Regions from separate parts of the Mus musculus genome. Here regions 2 and 3 are each linked to region 1. Evidence: chromatin contacts called from public Hi-C and HiChIP or PLAC-seq data. All regions are on one chromosome and are shown on one strand. Each heading gives the region's core, a stretch centred on a gene start, on an enhancer-like site or on the middle of the called end of the contact. The rest is flanking DNA. Distances are from core to core; before and after follow the strand shown. Region 1 overlaps Gm40645 (a long non-coding RNA gene). Region 2 has its middle 66 kb from the start of Lilr4b. Region 3 has its middle 26 kb from the start of Lilr4b.

Region 1 (4,599 bases), core at 978-3,477:
CTATTCCAGTGCCACACACTTGCCATGATTTGTGCATGCTGCATACAAGGGCTGTGTGGTGTTACCTCACCTTCTTACTCTGCAGCATTCCCATGGGTGGTGGAATGTGGGTGTCCTGGCCTCCTTGGGGCTGGGATGGTCTGTGTCTGTTGGGATCAACCACTTTCTCAGTGGGGGGGGGAGGTCTTTTGTAGAAGTATAGTTGGTTGAGTCCAGTGAATCTTCAGATATCTGGGCTCATTGCTGCAGGAGAGACTTTGTGGGTGGCTGAGCTGTTGGTAATCTCTAGTTTTGAGTCTTTTTGAGCTCCCAGGAGTCTGTTTGTTTTTGCCTGGCTCAGTGCTGCTGACTGATTCAGGAATATGGGCAGTATAATTTGTGCCAGTTTACCTCACATGCCATGCCAGGTAGTTAGTAAAATGGTCCCTTGGCACCTTACAAGGGCCATTCCAGTAGCCCCTGCTGTTACTGACATTTGTTCTGCTGTGTCATTTCCCCTACCCACCCACCTCCTGACTCTAGTGCCCCCTCAATGTTCTTAGATGAGTGTCCCTTGGGGCCCTAATGGTTTACTTTGAAAAAATTAGGGTCTTCATAGTAGGCCTGAGCCTCCTGGATACAGTCACTAGGAATAATGGAATAAGACCGAGGTTCTAGTTGTTGGCCTGATTAAGAGACACAGCCAGGGGCATTTGTGTTGTGTTGCTAGAGGATGAAATCCATAGACCTGGCAAGATGGACAAGAGTGAAAGCATTTGCCAAGAATGTTTTCATTAATCACGGATGTGAGTCGGAGGTTTGAAGACTCTCATCCTTGTGGTCATAGTACCAACCACAAATGATGCCAACTAGCTATGCAATGGCATTATTCCTATGACCTGCAGCACAACTTACTGTAAAGCAAAGTCTTTGGTGTCTAAGAGAAGTGTGGGTGTAAAGCTGAAACTTAAAGGAATTGATGGAAGTGCACCAGCAGAAGTGGAGCCTGTGGCTTATTTTGACTCAACACAGGAAACCTCACCCAGCCTGGACACAGACAGGATTGACAGATAATAGCTCTTTCTCAATACCATAGATGGTGGATCATGGTCATTCTTAGTTGGTAGAGTGATTCCTCTGGTTAATTCCAATGAGGATTTAGATTCTGTAATGCTAACAAGTTATGATACCCCCCAAGCAGTCAGCATCCCCCAACATTTTGAGGTACAAGTGGCATTCAGCTGCCTGAGGTTGAGCAATTACAGGTCAGTGATGCTGTTAGATATCTTGGGCTGCACACCCATAACACTGACTGGCTCAGTATGTGCTTACCCTATGCTGACAGGCATGGGTAACCCGGTTGAACCCTGTTTGTGATGGGAATTCGGGATTGCAATCTTCCCCATAAAGGAGGAATTCCCAGTAAATGCCAGTTAATAGCTTGTGTTGACTAAGTCCCTGCCATTTGTACACACTGCCCATCCCTACTACTGAATGGATGGCTTAGAGAGGGCCTCAGATCAGCCCCACCAGGTTGTCTGGTGAAACCATGTTGGCATGTCCTTGGTAAGGAGGGGCACTAGCTGGTGGGGTGGCAGCTGCTGCTGCTGCTGCACTGACTGCAGTGTGCATGTAGTAAAGAGAGAGACAGCAGCATGGGAGATGAGAGGGTATTGTTTTTGTGTGGCTGGTAGTGAATTTGGATGTGGTGGTCACCTATAGGCTTTTTAGGTCTCTTGAAGTATGAAGCTTGATGCTGCCTCCATCCTTCTTCCTCGAATCATGCTGGCTCTCCCTCAGCAAAGTACTGCCTCTCCCTCCAGGAAGATTGTTCCACAACCAGAGCATGCAAGGTAGGCCAGGCTCATGCTGTGGTTGGGCCTTTCTCATGGCTTTCTCTGTCATGTATGACTGGGGGTTGCCTAGTCCAGCACTCGCCTGTAGGATGTGTTCGTGCATCCCTCGATGCATAGGTTTCCCGGGAGGATCGTGAAAGGCTGAGTGTGTTTTGTTCCCAATTCTAAGAAGGGGCAAAGTGTCCACACTTTGGTCTTCGTTCTTCTTGAGTTCATGCGTTTAACAAATTGTATCTTATATCTTGGGTATCCTAGGTTTTGGGCTAATATCCACTTATCAGTGAGTACATATTGTGTGAGTTCCTTTGTGATTGTGTTACCTCACTCAGGATGATACCCTCCAGGTCCATCCATTTGCCTAGGAATTTCATAAATTCATTCTTTTTAATAGCTGAGTAGTACTCCATCCATGTAGCTGTTTTGTTCTCTCTCAAATTCACTTTTATTTTTAAAAGTTTACATATCTAGGTACATATTTCTAAATATATAAATGCAGTCTGCTTAATTTGTATAATGTTATTTATATGTCTATATTATAGAGCTGACCACATTTCTAGGAGATGCAATCTCATACCACACTTCCTGTTCCTCTGGTTCTTAGAATCCTTCTTCCCCTTATTGCATGATGATCTCTGAGCATTAGTTGCAAAAGAGTGTTAGATCCAGATGGATGCCCTGGATCTGGGCATCACATGATCACTGTTCTTTACTTTTACAGGTTTCAGTTTGTGTAATGTGCTTGTCTGTGGTGAATACACACACACACACACACACACACACACACACACACACACACACACACACACACAACACCAAAACACCTGCAGGCTCTGTGCATGCTGCTCTCCTGTCTCTGTGAGTTCCTGTGAGCTTTAATTGTGTTTTCATAGCAATGGTTCTCACCCTCTGGGTCACTACCTCTTTGGGGGACACATGACATTTTCACATGGGTCACATATCAGATATCCTGCATAACGGAGAATTACCTTATAATCTGTGACAGAATCAAAACTACAGTTATGAAATAGCAACAAAAATAATTTTATGGTTGGGGGGTCACCAAAAGATGATGAAATGTGATAAAGGGTCCCAGCATTAGAAAAGCTGAGAACCAGTGGTTTAGAGCATCTTGTTCAGGTGTTGATCTCCATTCCCTCAGGCTCGTAGACCCTTTTTGGCTCCTTTACCTCTGGGTTCACTGAGCTGTAAGGGGGTGGGTTTGAGGAAGGGATCTGTTTAGGAATGAATGCTCAGGTACTTACTCATGTGCATATAAAGAATGTCATTAGGAGTCATTTTTATTGCTACTTTTCAGTTTTCAAAGTACAATGTTTTTTTACACTATAATCCTAGTATACCTTGTGTCTGGTTCTCGGCCACCCAAGTGCTGTTGAGGACAGGTTCTGTCTTATGTAGTGGGCTTTAATTCAGCTGTGATTTCAGTTGGTTACTCTCACAACCTTTTGCCGCCACTGACCTTGCAGATATTGTAGGCATGACTCCAATGTAGATTGAAGACTTTGTGGCTGGGCTGGTGCTTATGTTTCTCTTTTGGTGGCATGCAAAGTAACTTTTTGTATCAAAGATGCCAGATTCCATTTACCTATGTATTTTGTGATGCCTCACTATATAATGGTCTAGTAATATTTCATTGTGTAAATATTTTGTTTATCAACTCTTTTTGTTGAGGAATGTATGTATTTGTTTACAAATTGTAGTTATGATGAACAGAACAGCAGTGAATATGTTTGTGCACTGGTGTGAATTCTCTGTGTAGTCGGCAGATCCAATTTTCCATTTTCAGTGTGTTGAGTTGTCTTTTGCAATAGGACCTTGCTGTCAGTTGGTGGAGAGTAGCACAGTCTTGGTGACAGCCTGAGTTGTTTGGAGATCTCCATGGGACCAGTGTGGACGCCATCTCTGTTAAGATGTAACCTGTTCTTAGGACTCGAAACTTATTTTTGTGAGAAGAGATAGCCTGTTAGAAATCTGTCTCCTCCAATATAAGGTCATTTTATTTACATTACCTTCATATATTATGTATTTTAGGAAGCTACTACTCCACTAGTTTTCTGTACTGCCCCTTAAATGGCCCTTATTTTTAGCCGCCTCTCCCCAAATATCTCCCCATATTTTCCCTTCCATCTCCCTCCTCACTTGAACCTTCAGGTTTAGCCCCCTCCATTTATCCAATACTTCTTATTCTATCTATTGTTCATAGCAAGATATATATATATATCTGATACTGCTCCTCTAGTTTATACCTACCCTCTGGAGATTCATGAATTTTAGTTTTGCATCATTTACTAAAGAGCTAATGTCCACATATAAGCAAATGCATACCATACCGGTCTTTCTGGGTTTGGGCTGTTTCACTTAGAATGATTTTTTTTTTCTGTTCCATCCATTTACCTGTGTATTTTGGGATGCCCCCTATATAATGGTCTAGCAATATTTCATTATGTAAACATTTTCTTATCAACTCTTTTTGTTGAGGAACATATGTACTGTTTACAAATTGTAGCTATGATGAACAGAACAGCAGTAAATAGGTTTGTACTAATATCTCTTTGGTAGGATGAAATATCCTTTGTGTATATCCCAGGCATGATGTAATTGTATTTTGTGGTATATTGTTTCCCATTTTCCTGAGGAATAACACACTAATTTCCATAGTGGCTGTACAAGTTTTCACTCCTACCAAAAATGGTTGAGAGTTTCCTTAGATTCACTTCCCTGTGAGAATGGGCTGTCACTTGTCATT
Region 2 (4,599 bases), core at 674-3,173, 110 kb after region 1:
ATTTTCATGGTGAGAATCATGCAATGCTGTTTGAAAATATAGAATATTATTAAATAAAAATATATAGGTAATAAAATTCTACATTATTTTAAATATTGTCATAAAAATAAATTTGTGCATTTTTGAGACTCTGACCTTTTTATAGTATGCTTGGGATTTCAATTCTGGATACATTTTGCAGAACTGTGCACTGTTTTGGTTTTGTTTTTTTTTCTTTTCTGACAGTTGGTAGTGACCTTCATAGTGTCTTATGAAAGACACTATGGCTTTCATAAACTTGATGCTGTCCCTTAGATTAAATGACAGCTTTTAAGAGAAAATCAGGTACAGGTAACATACCACACTTTTGTTAGCACATCATTTGAGACTTTATCTATTAATATATACACACTGCCATTGCCAATTCTACTTCATTTTAAGAAAACCACTGTCTAGTATACCAAAGTGGGAGAAGGAGGAAGGAGGGGAGGAGGGAGGAAGGAGAGAGAAAGATAATTGTGCTTGAGAAATAGGGGAGGAACTTTGGAGTTTTATTTGCTTTTTATTGTAACACAATCAATTTATCAGCTTATAGCAGTATTTACTGTCTCGAAGTTTCATAGGGTCAAAAGACTGAGAATCGCATAAGAGAGTTCTTTGCTACAGTCTTACCTGACTTTAAGTATGTAAATAGCATTGGTTTTATCTAAGGTTCCAGATCAACTTCCGACATCACTGGTAGTTGGCAGAATTCAATTCCTTGAGGTTGTAGAACTGAAGGTCTCATAACTTTATTGGCTGTTGGCTGGTAGCTGTTTTCAGCTCCTAGAATTTGCTATCTATCATCAAAGCCAGCAGTGGCATTTCTGTTATAGGAAATTGCATTCTTCAGAGATAATTCAGTTTTTAAGATCTTATATAAATAGGTCCTAACTACCCTAATGATTTCTCTGTTGATCATCATTTAATGATGATCTGATCATAGATTCACATTATATTCTCATTCTGCCTAAACTCAGTGGCATACCACAATAGAAAACATGATTATCTTAGGGTGGAAATTTTAGGAGTCTTATTATAATTTTACCAGCCATGGGAACTAACAGTAATAATTAGCCCAGAGACTGGGAAGAGGCATTTTAATGCCAAAGAAACCCTAAAACAGCAAAATAAGATTAAGAAAATAACTAAAGTCTTGTAATTTTCTCAAGCAATAACTGCTGGCTGGTGATTTTGTCAGGGGCCACAGAGACTGTTCAAATGTTTGTCTGGAGCAGATATTCTGCCTTCCCTGACTCCTCTACGACCATTCTCTACTCTAGAGCGTAACTATGTGAATAAGAATTGTTGGTATTGAGCCACTAAGATGTGTTTTATTTACTCTAGATATGCTATGGTAATATAATTCTCTGAAGGGAAATACAACACCTAAATAGAAAAATATTTGGGTCTCTGAGCAACTCTGTGGATCCAAGGTACATTCCTCCCTAAACTACTACTGTCTTCTTCCAAACTTCTGCATGCTTTGATTCCCCACCTTGTCTCTTTTCTAGCTCTCTCTCCTCTCTCCCACTTCTCTCTCTTCCCTTTTCTCTATCACTCTTCCCCTTTCCCCATTCCCCCTCTCTCTCTCTCCCTCTCGCTCTTCTTTTAAGGTTATATATACTAATATTTTTTTCTCTGAACTATTTTTATGCTTTGGACTATTAATTTAAGAAAATATATTACATTTTGTTGTTTTCCCCAATAGGACCTTTGGAGGCAGGGGTAGGGAGGCACAGGATCAAAGACACAGACCCTGGGAGTCAGGCAAGTGGCAAAAGCAGAACTCATTTATTACAGAAAGTAAGTGAACCTTTATAACCCCCTCCCAACATCCTATTGGTCCCCAGCTGCTCTGATGATGTGCTGTTCTCTATCCATTGGCTTGCCCTGTCACACCATCTGGTGTCATCTGTTTCCAGGACAGCAGGCTGATCTCAAGTTGCCTCTTTCAGGTAACTGTTATTGCGCATACATCAGTCTCATAGGAGGCAAGGCCTTGCTTAGTTTCTCCTATATTTTACTTCTTCTTGATGTGTGCTTTGAATTGCTATTCAGAATTTTTTTTTCTGGGTGTGCATAGCTTTCCTTTCCAAAATTACCTCATTTGAGGACAATGAACCATCGTTATTAATTTTATTTTATGATCTTTTAGTAGGGTTACTTAGAATGTGTGTGTGTGTGTGTGTGTGTGTGTGTGTGTGTGTGTGTGTTTGGTGTTAAGTCACTGAGATGTGGATTCTATCACATGCACTTGCATGCGATCACACGTACACACACAGGTAAATATACATATTCTTTTTCTTTAAAAAATGATGCTTTTCCCTCACTTACTTTGATAATTGATTGTAATTCAATGAAAATTTCTTTCTTCAAAGATATGATGTTTTTAAAATAAAAACAAAGACAAAATTTTAATAATTCATTTTTAACATTTGGGCCTATGTATATCATAATAATGCTACTCATCAGACAGTGAGTATTTCCCATAATATTTCATGGAACGAAAATCTTGGTAAAATTACTGACAAAGCCTGCCTAGTTGCTCTAGTGATTTAGCTTTCTAATCACATAGCAGGATGATATTTCCTAAGGAAGTATGGGGCCTGGCTGACTACTCAGGAAGACTACATTGCCCTTTTAGAATACAAGAACATGCTTTGTTTCCAATTTACTGTGCATTTCCTTTGTTTATTACATGAGTACAACTATTCAGGTGAAGTTTTTATTTAATCAACTTTATTCTATTATTAGGCTTTATTTTATTATTTAATTTTATATTGGAAATAGATTCTTCTTTCATACAATACATCCCAACGACATTTTCCTCTTCCTCCACTCTTCTTAGACTCCCCATGACCTCCCCTCTCTCCCTGATCTATTCTTTATCTGTTTCCTTTTCAGAAAAGAGAAGGCCTCCACAAGACTACAGATGAACAGGACAAAACAAGAAAAAATGAGAAAATGTGAAAGCCCTTGTGATGGTTTGTATATTCTTGGCCCAGAAAGTAGCATTATTAGGAGGTATGGCCTTGTTGCAGTAGGTGTGTCACTGTTGGGGTGGAGGGGCTTAAGACCCTCATCCTAGCTGCCTGGAAGCCAGTTCTTTCACAAGCAGCCTTCAGATGAAGACATAGACCTCTCAGCTCCTCTTGCACCATGCCTGCTTGGATGCTACCATGCTCTTGCCTTGATAATAATGGACTGACCCTCTGAAACTATACAGCCCCATTCAAATGCTGTCCTTATAAGAGTTGCTTTGGTCAAGGTATCTGTTCATAGCAGTAAAACCCTAACTAGGACAAATACTGATTCATTAAGTTGGATCACTAACTGCATAAGGTTGATTCCTTCTTCTTCTTCTTCTTCTTCTTCTTCTTCTTCTTCTTCTTCTTCTTCTTCTTCTTCTTCTTCTTCTTCTTCTCCTCCTCCTCCTCCTCCTCCTCCTCCTCCTCCTCCTCCTCCTCCTCCTCCTCCTCCTCCCCCTCCTTTTCTTTTTTTTTTTTTGTAGTAAATACTACAAGTTTTAGGATCTGAAACATCTTTAGTCTTTTATCTGTTATTTCAAACTACAGCACCACCTAGTGTTGCTGTAACTCACCTTGACTACTCAGAAATAGTAGCCATTGTTTATGTATAAGTATGTTGAAGGGGAAAAAAAAACCAGTATTTTGCCAAAGTTTTCCCAGAAGGCTAAGACAAAATGTAGGTATACAGATCCCCAGAAAAAAAAAGCCAAGCCAGTATTTTCAGCAGGTTTCATACAGCTGAGACCTTGATATTCTACAGGTGTCAATGGAATGTTTGGAGTTCACAGCACAGCCACCCTATCAAATCTAAAGATTTTCCTGAGCAGACATTTAAAACTCATAGACTAGACTTGGGATCTTTAAGAAAGTGAAAATGAAGAGCAAGGATGAACACTGCAATCATTGTATGTTCTCCATTATTTCTTTTCACCAATTTCTTATGTACAACCCTGGAATAATATTTAGGTGTTCCAAAAATCAAATAGGAAAAATCAAATAATTCTTACCTGTACATAAATCCTTGTTTAGAATACTTGATTAATTCAACTATTAAAATTATATATTCATAGACACTTCTTTAGAGAGGTGTAGTGGAATTTTTTTTTCAATTTACTTAATTTCTGATCATGTGTGCTTGTGTGTCTTTGTGTAATCAGGTGCACATTAGTGCGGATGCCTTCAGAGGGAGGAGAGTGATGGATCCTATGGAGCAGAGTTAGCGGCAACTGTGAACCGTCCAATGTGGCTGCTGAAAAGTGAGTTTGGCTCCTCTGCAAGAACTGTATGCACTCTTCTTAATCTCCTTTCAAATCCCAAAAGAGAATTATGCTCCTGCTTTGACCTACACTCCTCTCACATGGACTTTCGGGATCATTCATTCATCTTCCAGCCATCAGAGAATCAGAGGCAGGCTTCTCTTTTGAGGCCTGAACCTGTCAGACATCACAGAGAGATAGGGGTGAGTATAAACACCTGAAACAGCTTATATTCTCTTGGGCTCACATCTGTCCTGACTGGATCTAAGGAAGAACTTCCCAAGATGAGCACA
Region 3 (4,599 bases), core at 977-3,476, 66 kb after region 1:
TCTCACCTGCCACCACCAGGACCATGCTATCACTTTTTTTCTTCTGATGTGGTAAAGTAGCATATACAGGAACACAATATCGACCTACATTGTGACACTGAATAGAGGACATAGACTATGTGGCCTTATTCTCAGTTTCTAGAATGGTTGCTGGTATCAGATAATGTGGACTTCCTTCTTTATGGAGATGGTATTTTGTGACTTGTAAGATCCCTGTACAGAAGATGGTTATCTGGTTCCCTATGCTTACACATTGCTCGGCACCCCCATGAATGTGGGTTTAAATGAAGCCTCTGAAAAGAAATCAGCATGTAGATATGAGGACATCACCCTCAGACACCAGCTTCCTGGCTCAAGACTTGTTTTGCATCCCAAACGACAGGGGTAAACCTCGATTCTTACTGAGTATGTACAATGTGCAACACCTGGGAAGACACTCACCTACCAGCACAGGGTTCCTGGGGTCCAGAATCAGTCCTGCAAGAGAGTTATCCATGAGTGTTTGCACTAACGTCTGGGTAGGTCCTCCATGTACAAATTGTTTCCCAGCTGCTGAAACACCCTGATAGCCTAAGGCATGGTTGTAAAGTGGCTTTCCTCTCAGGAAATAATTCTCCTTCCCAACCTTCACACCTCACCAAGATACAGCATGGCTATGAGAATGGGGGTCATGCCATCATCCACTTGCCACAAATGTGCTGATAATTTGTTTTCTTGCCAAATCGACAGACACAAAGTATATGATCTAAACAGTCTGTGTTCTTCTTTGTGTCATCTGCTTGTGGTACTATCAGCCACTGGGGAAGGGGAACTGATCTTGTGGGAACCACACCCTTGTTCCCCTGTTCTACTTTTTTTAGTTTCTTAGTTCTGGTTTTTGGTTTCTGAGATGGAGTCTGTTGAATCTCATGCAGACCTCAAATTTATCATCCTTCTTACTGCCTTCTGCTGGCATTACAATTCCAAATCTGGCTGTGGTCTCTTCATGCAGACAGTTTCCACTGTATGCATCTACATCTGTTTGAATGGACTCAGTCACTATGGACTTAATGTAAAAAACAAACAAACAAACAAACAAACAAAACAAAACAAAAACCAAAAACAAAAATACTGGTGAAACTGGTGTCATTCTGAGCCAGCACTTTCATCTGAGGGGGCTCAGAATTGGTTGTTCCTCACAGAGCTTCTTCTTGGTTCTCCTTTAACCAGACCACACTAATGACCAGTTGGCATCCTGACTCTTGAGATGCTTAGGGAATGTTGGATGTACAAATCCTTGGTATACATGAACAATGCCTACTCACCCAAGATGAGACACCAGTGACAGAAAAAAAGATAAGACTCCACACAAATCCAGTTAATGAACCAATGAGTTACATTTGTTCTCCTTAGAAGTGTGTGGTCAATGTTTGGTTTTTTTTTTTGTTTGTTTGTTTGTTTTGTTTTGTTTTGTGGTTTGAGACAGAGACCCACTCTGTGGCTCTTGTTCTACTGGAAGTCATCATGTAGGTCTGACTGATTTGAACTCATAGAGATCTACCAACCAGCCAAGGGTTGAGGTAACAGTGTAATTGAATGGTTTTATCACTGCATAAAAGTGTTGTCATGCATTATTTAAAAAGCTATAGTTGTGCTGGGAGAACATTTGCCCCAAGAACCTCTAAAGCATGAAGGAATAATGATGGGACCTGTCTTCTGTAGGTAGGTCACATCTCTGTAATCACAGCTACTTGCTGTGTCACAGAATGCTAGAGGAGCTAAAGGGTGCAGAAAGGGAAAACTACACTGTGGTCAGTGAGGTTGGTACCAACATAGTTCAGTTAGAATGCATCAGGATATCAGGGAGCTACATTAGTAACATAGGCAGGTAATATTAGTATATATGTGATATCCTTGCTTTAGGGGTGACCTTAAATTCCCCTCCTTTATACACAGCCACTCAGGAAATCCAGATTTCATCATATGAATAGTAAGTCAAACCTTTGTATAGAACTATTTCTGGGTAATTGTAAACAATCATCTATTCATGCTAGATATGGAGCTGATGACAGAGCAAAGTTAGAATAACACCAACAATCAAATAGGTGAAGCATGGAGTTTTATGGCATTATCTAGACAAATGGGGATTAGTCATAGTTTACAGGAACAAAAATCACCTAATGAGAGCTGACTCACCACATTCAACCTCAGAATAGGTGACAGCTCATAAAAAACAGGAAACATCGTTTACAGTGAGAAACCTATATGTAGTTCAAGAGGTCATGTACAGTGAGAAACCTGTATGTAGTTCAAGAGGTTGAAGAGCTTAATTTCCAGGGAGCACAGCTGCCAGGGGACTGCAATGGGAACACTTTAGGACAAAAGTTTTAGAATTTAATGTCAGAAGTAAGAGAGGAAATAAGACCTACAGAGAACCACATTTTTCCTGGATTGACCAGAAAGTGAATAAGACCATTACAAGACAGAAAGGCCCAGGAGAAGGAGGTTGGGGGAAAGGTTCACAAGACCTAGTTGATTCACTGAAGGAAGCTTAGGCCTCCCCCAGCATGGATCATTCATTGCTTGCTCTTTTCATTGTTTTCTGACTTCCTCATTACTAGAAGAGTCAGCCCTCCCCCTTAACACTCTGCATCTAAGACTCACCACTTCTTCTTTCTCAACATTTCTATTCTGAACAAAGTTCCTCATCTGACACTGCAGATTCTCTCTCAATGTTTCAGGCACTCATGCTCCCTGGAGGAATGCCATTAGTCAAACTACTTGTATCCCTGGGGCTTGTGTTTTGTCAGGTTATATGGTCAGTTTTGGAGAAGGCACCATAAGGTACTGAGAAGAAGGTATATTCTTTTGTTTTAGGGTGAAATGTTCTTTAGACATCTGTTAAATCTATTTGATTCCTAACTTGCATTAGTTTCTCTGTGTCTCTGTTTAGTTTCGGTTTCCATGATCAGTGAGGTGTTAAAGTTCCCCACTATTATTGTGTGGGGTAAAATGTGTGCTTTGATCTTTAGCAAGTTTTCCTTTACACATGTGGGTGCCCTTGCACTTATGGCATAGATGTTCAGAATTGAGAGTTCATTGTGGTAGATTTTTTCTTTGATAAGTATGAAGAGTACTTCTCAATTTTTTTGATAGCTTTTGGTTGGAAGTCAATTTTATTTGATATTATAATGGCTACTCTATCTTTTTTCTTGGGACCATTTGCTTGGAAAATTTTTCTAGCCTTTCACTGTGAGGTAGTGCTTGACCTTGTTACTGAGTTGCATTTCCTGTATGTAGCAAAATGATGGGGCTTGTTTATGTGTCTAGTCTGTTATTCTATGTCTTTTTATTGTGAAATTGTGCCCATTGATGATAAGAGATACTAAGGAAAAGTAATTGTTGCTTCCTGTTACTTTTGTTGTTGGAGTTGGAATTTTGTTCATTTGGCTATCTTCTTTATGTTTATTGAAAATTACTTTCTTGCTTTTTTCTGAGCTTAGTTTCCCTCTTTGTGTTGGAGTTTTATCTTTATTATCCTTTGAAGGGCTGCATTTGTGGAAAGATATTGTGTAAATTTGGTTTTGTCATGAAATACCTTGGTTTCACCATCTATGGTAATTTGCTGGGTATAGTAGCCTGGGCTGGGATTTGTGTTCTCTTAGGGTCTGTATGACATCTGCCCAAGATCTCCTAGCTTTCATAGTCTCTGGTGCGACATCTGGTGTAATTCTGATAGGTCTGTCTTTATATGTTACTTGTCTTTTTCCCCTTACTGCTTTTAATATTCTTCCTTTCTTTTGTGTATTTGCTGTTTTGATTATTATGTGATGGGAGAATTTTTTTTTCTGGTCCAATCTATTTGGTGTTCTGTAGACTTCTTGTATGTTCATGGGCATCTCTTTCTTTAGTTTGGTGAAGTTTTCTTCTATAATTTTGTTGAAGATATTTACTAGCCTTTTAAGTTGGAAATCTTCCTTCTCATCTATACCTATTATCCTTAGGTTTGGTCTCATTGTGTCCTGGATTTCCTGGATGTTTTGGGTCAGGATCTTTTTGCATTCCACATTTTCTTTGATTATTGTGTCAATATTTTCTAAGGTATTTTTTGCACCTGAGATTGATTCTTCTATCTCTTGTATTCTGTTGGTTAAGCTTGCATCTATGGCTCCTGACTTCTTTTCTACATTTTCTATTTCCAGAGTGGTCTCCCTGTGTGATTTCTTTATTGTTTTTACTTCCATCTTTATATCCTGGATAGTTTTGTTCAATTCTTTCACCTGTTTGGATGTGTCCTTCTGCATTTCTTTAAGGGAGTTATTAATTTCCTTCTTATAGTCCTCCATCATCCTCTAGAGAGGTGACTTTAGATCAGTATCTTGCTTTTACTGGTGTGATGGTGTATGCAAGACTTGCTAGGGTAGGAGAGTTTGGTTCTGATGATGCCAAGTAATCTTGGTTTCTGTTGCTTCTGTTCTTATGACTGTGTCCTGCCATCTGATTATCTCAAGTGCTTGCTGCCCTCAATATATCTGATTAGAACTTGTCCTTCCTATAATCCTGGTTGAGTCAGAACTCCCCAGAGTTCAGCTTTCTCTGTGATCCTGTGATTCTGGGATC

What was found. Hi-C and Micro-C count contacts between places; a contact is called where the count stands out from the background. HiChIP or PLAC-seq counts read pairs in DNA pulled down with a chosen protein or histone mark.
Region 2: a BATF HiChIP or PLAC-seq map of CD8 T cells shows a contact between it and region 1, with 8 read pairs. The contact joins two enhancer-like sites. A contact is called at or near these places in 2 of 15 datasets of contacts at CTCF or cohesin (CD8 T cells and pro-B cells), 25 of 484 Hi-C or Micro-C datasets (B cells, CD4 T cells, CD8 T cells and 20 more) and 9 of 115 datasets of contacts at active chromatin or transcription factors (CD8 T cells, bone marrow-derived dendritic cells, bone marrow-derived macrophages and 4 more).
Region 3: a contact with region 1 is called in a Hi-C map of granulocyte-monocyte progenitors, with 2.2 times the contacts expected there. The contact joins two enhancer-like sites. A contact is called at or near these places in 1 of 15 datasets of contacts at CTCF or cohesin (CD8 T cells), 7 of 484 Hi-C or Micro-C datasets (LSK cells, bone marrow-derived macrophages, conventional dendritic cells and 4 more) and 12 of 115 datasets of contacts at active chromatin or transcription factors (CD8 T cells, the HPC-7 cell line, astrocytes and 7 more).

The regions. Positions count from the first base shown.
Region 1 is chr10:51,518,074-51,522,672 of GRCm38.p6, reverse strand. Gm40645 (a long non-coding RNA gene) reads left to right here. Exons shown (of 3, transcript XR_871642.2): 3 at 1,711-2,651. Among named protein-coding and RNA genes, the nearest start is that of Gm40645, 5.9 kb to the left of the region's middle. Within about 2 kb of position 2,227, at least 32 of the 459 cell types and tissues checked have an H3K27ac peak or open chromatin away from gene starts, as enhancers often do. A contact at or near this core is called in CD8 T cells, bone marrow-derived macrophages and granulocyte-monocyte progenitors, where this site is marked.
Region 2 is chr10:51,411,990-51,416,588 of GRCm38.p6, reverse strand. No RefSeq gene overlaps it. Among named protein-coding and RNA genes, the nearest start is that of Lilr4b, 66 kb to the left of the region's middle. Within about 2 kb of position 1,923, at least 18 of the 459 cell types and tissues checked have an H3K27ac peak or open chromatin away from gene starts, as enhancers often do. A contact at or near this core is called in CD8 T cells, where this site is marked.
Region 3 is chr10:51,452,173-51,456,771 of GRCm38.p6, reverse strand. No RefSeq gene overlaps it. Among named protein-coding and RNA genes, the nearest start is that of Lilr4b, 26 kb to the left of the region's middle. Within about 2 kb of position 2,226, at least 124 of the 459 cell types and tissues checked have an H3K27ac peak or open chromatin away from gene starts, as enhancers often do. A contact at or near this core is called in CD8 T cells, bone marrow-derived macrophages and granulocyte-monocyte progenitors, where this site is marked.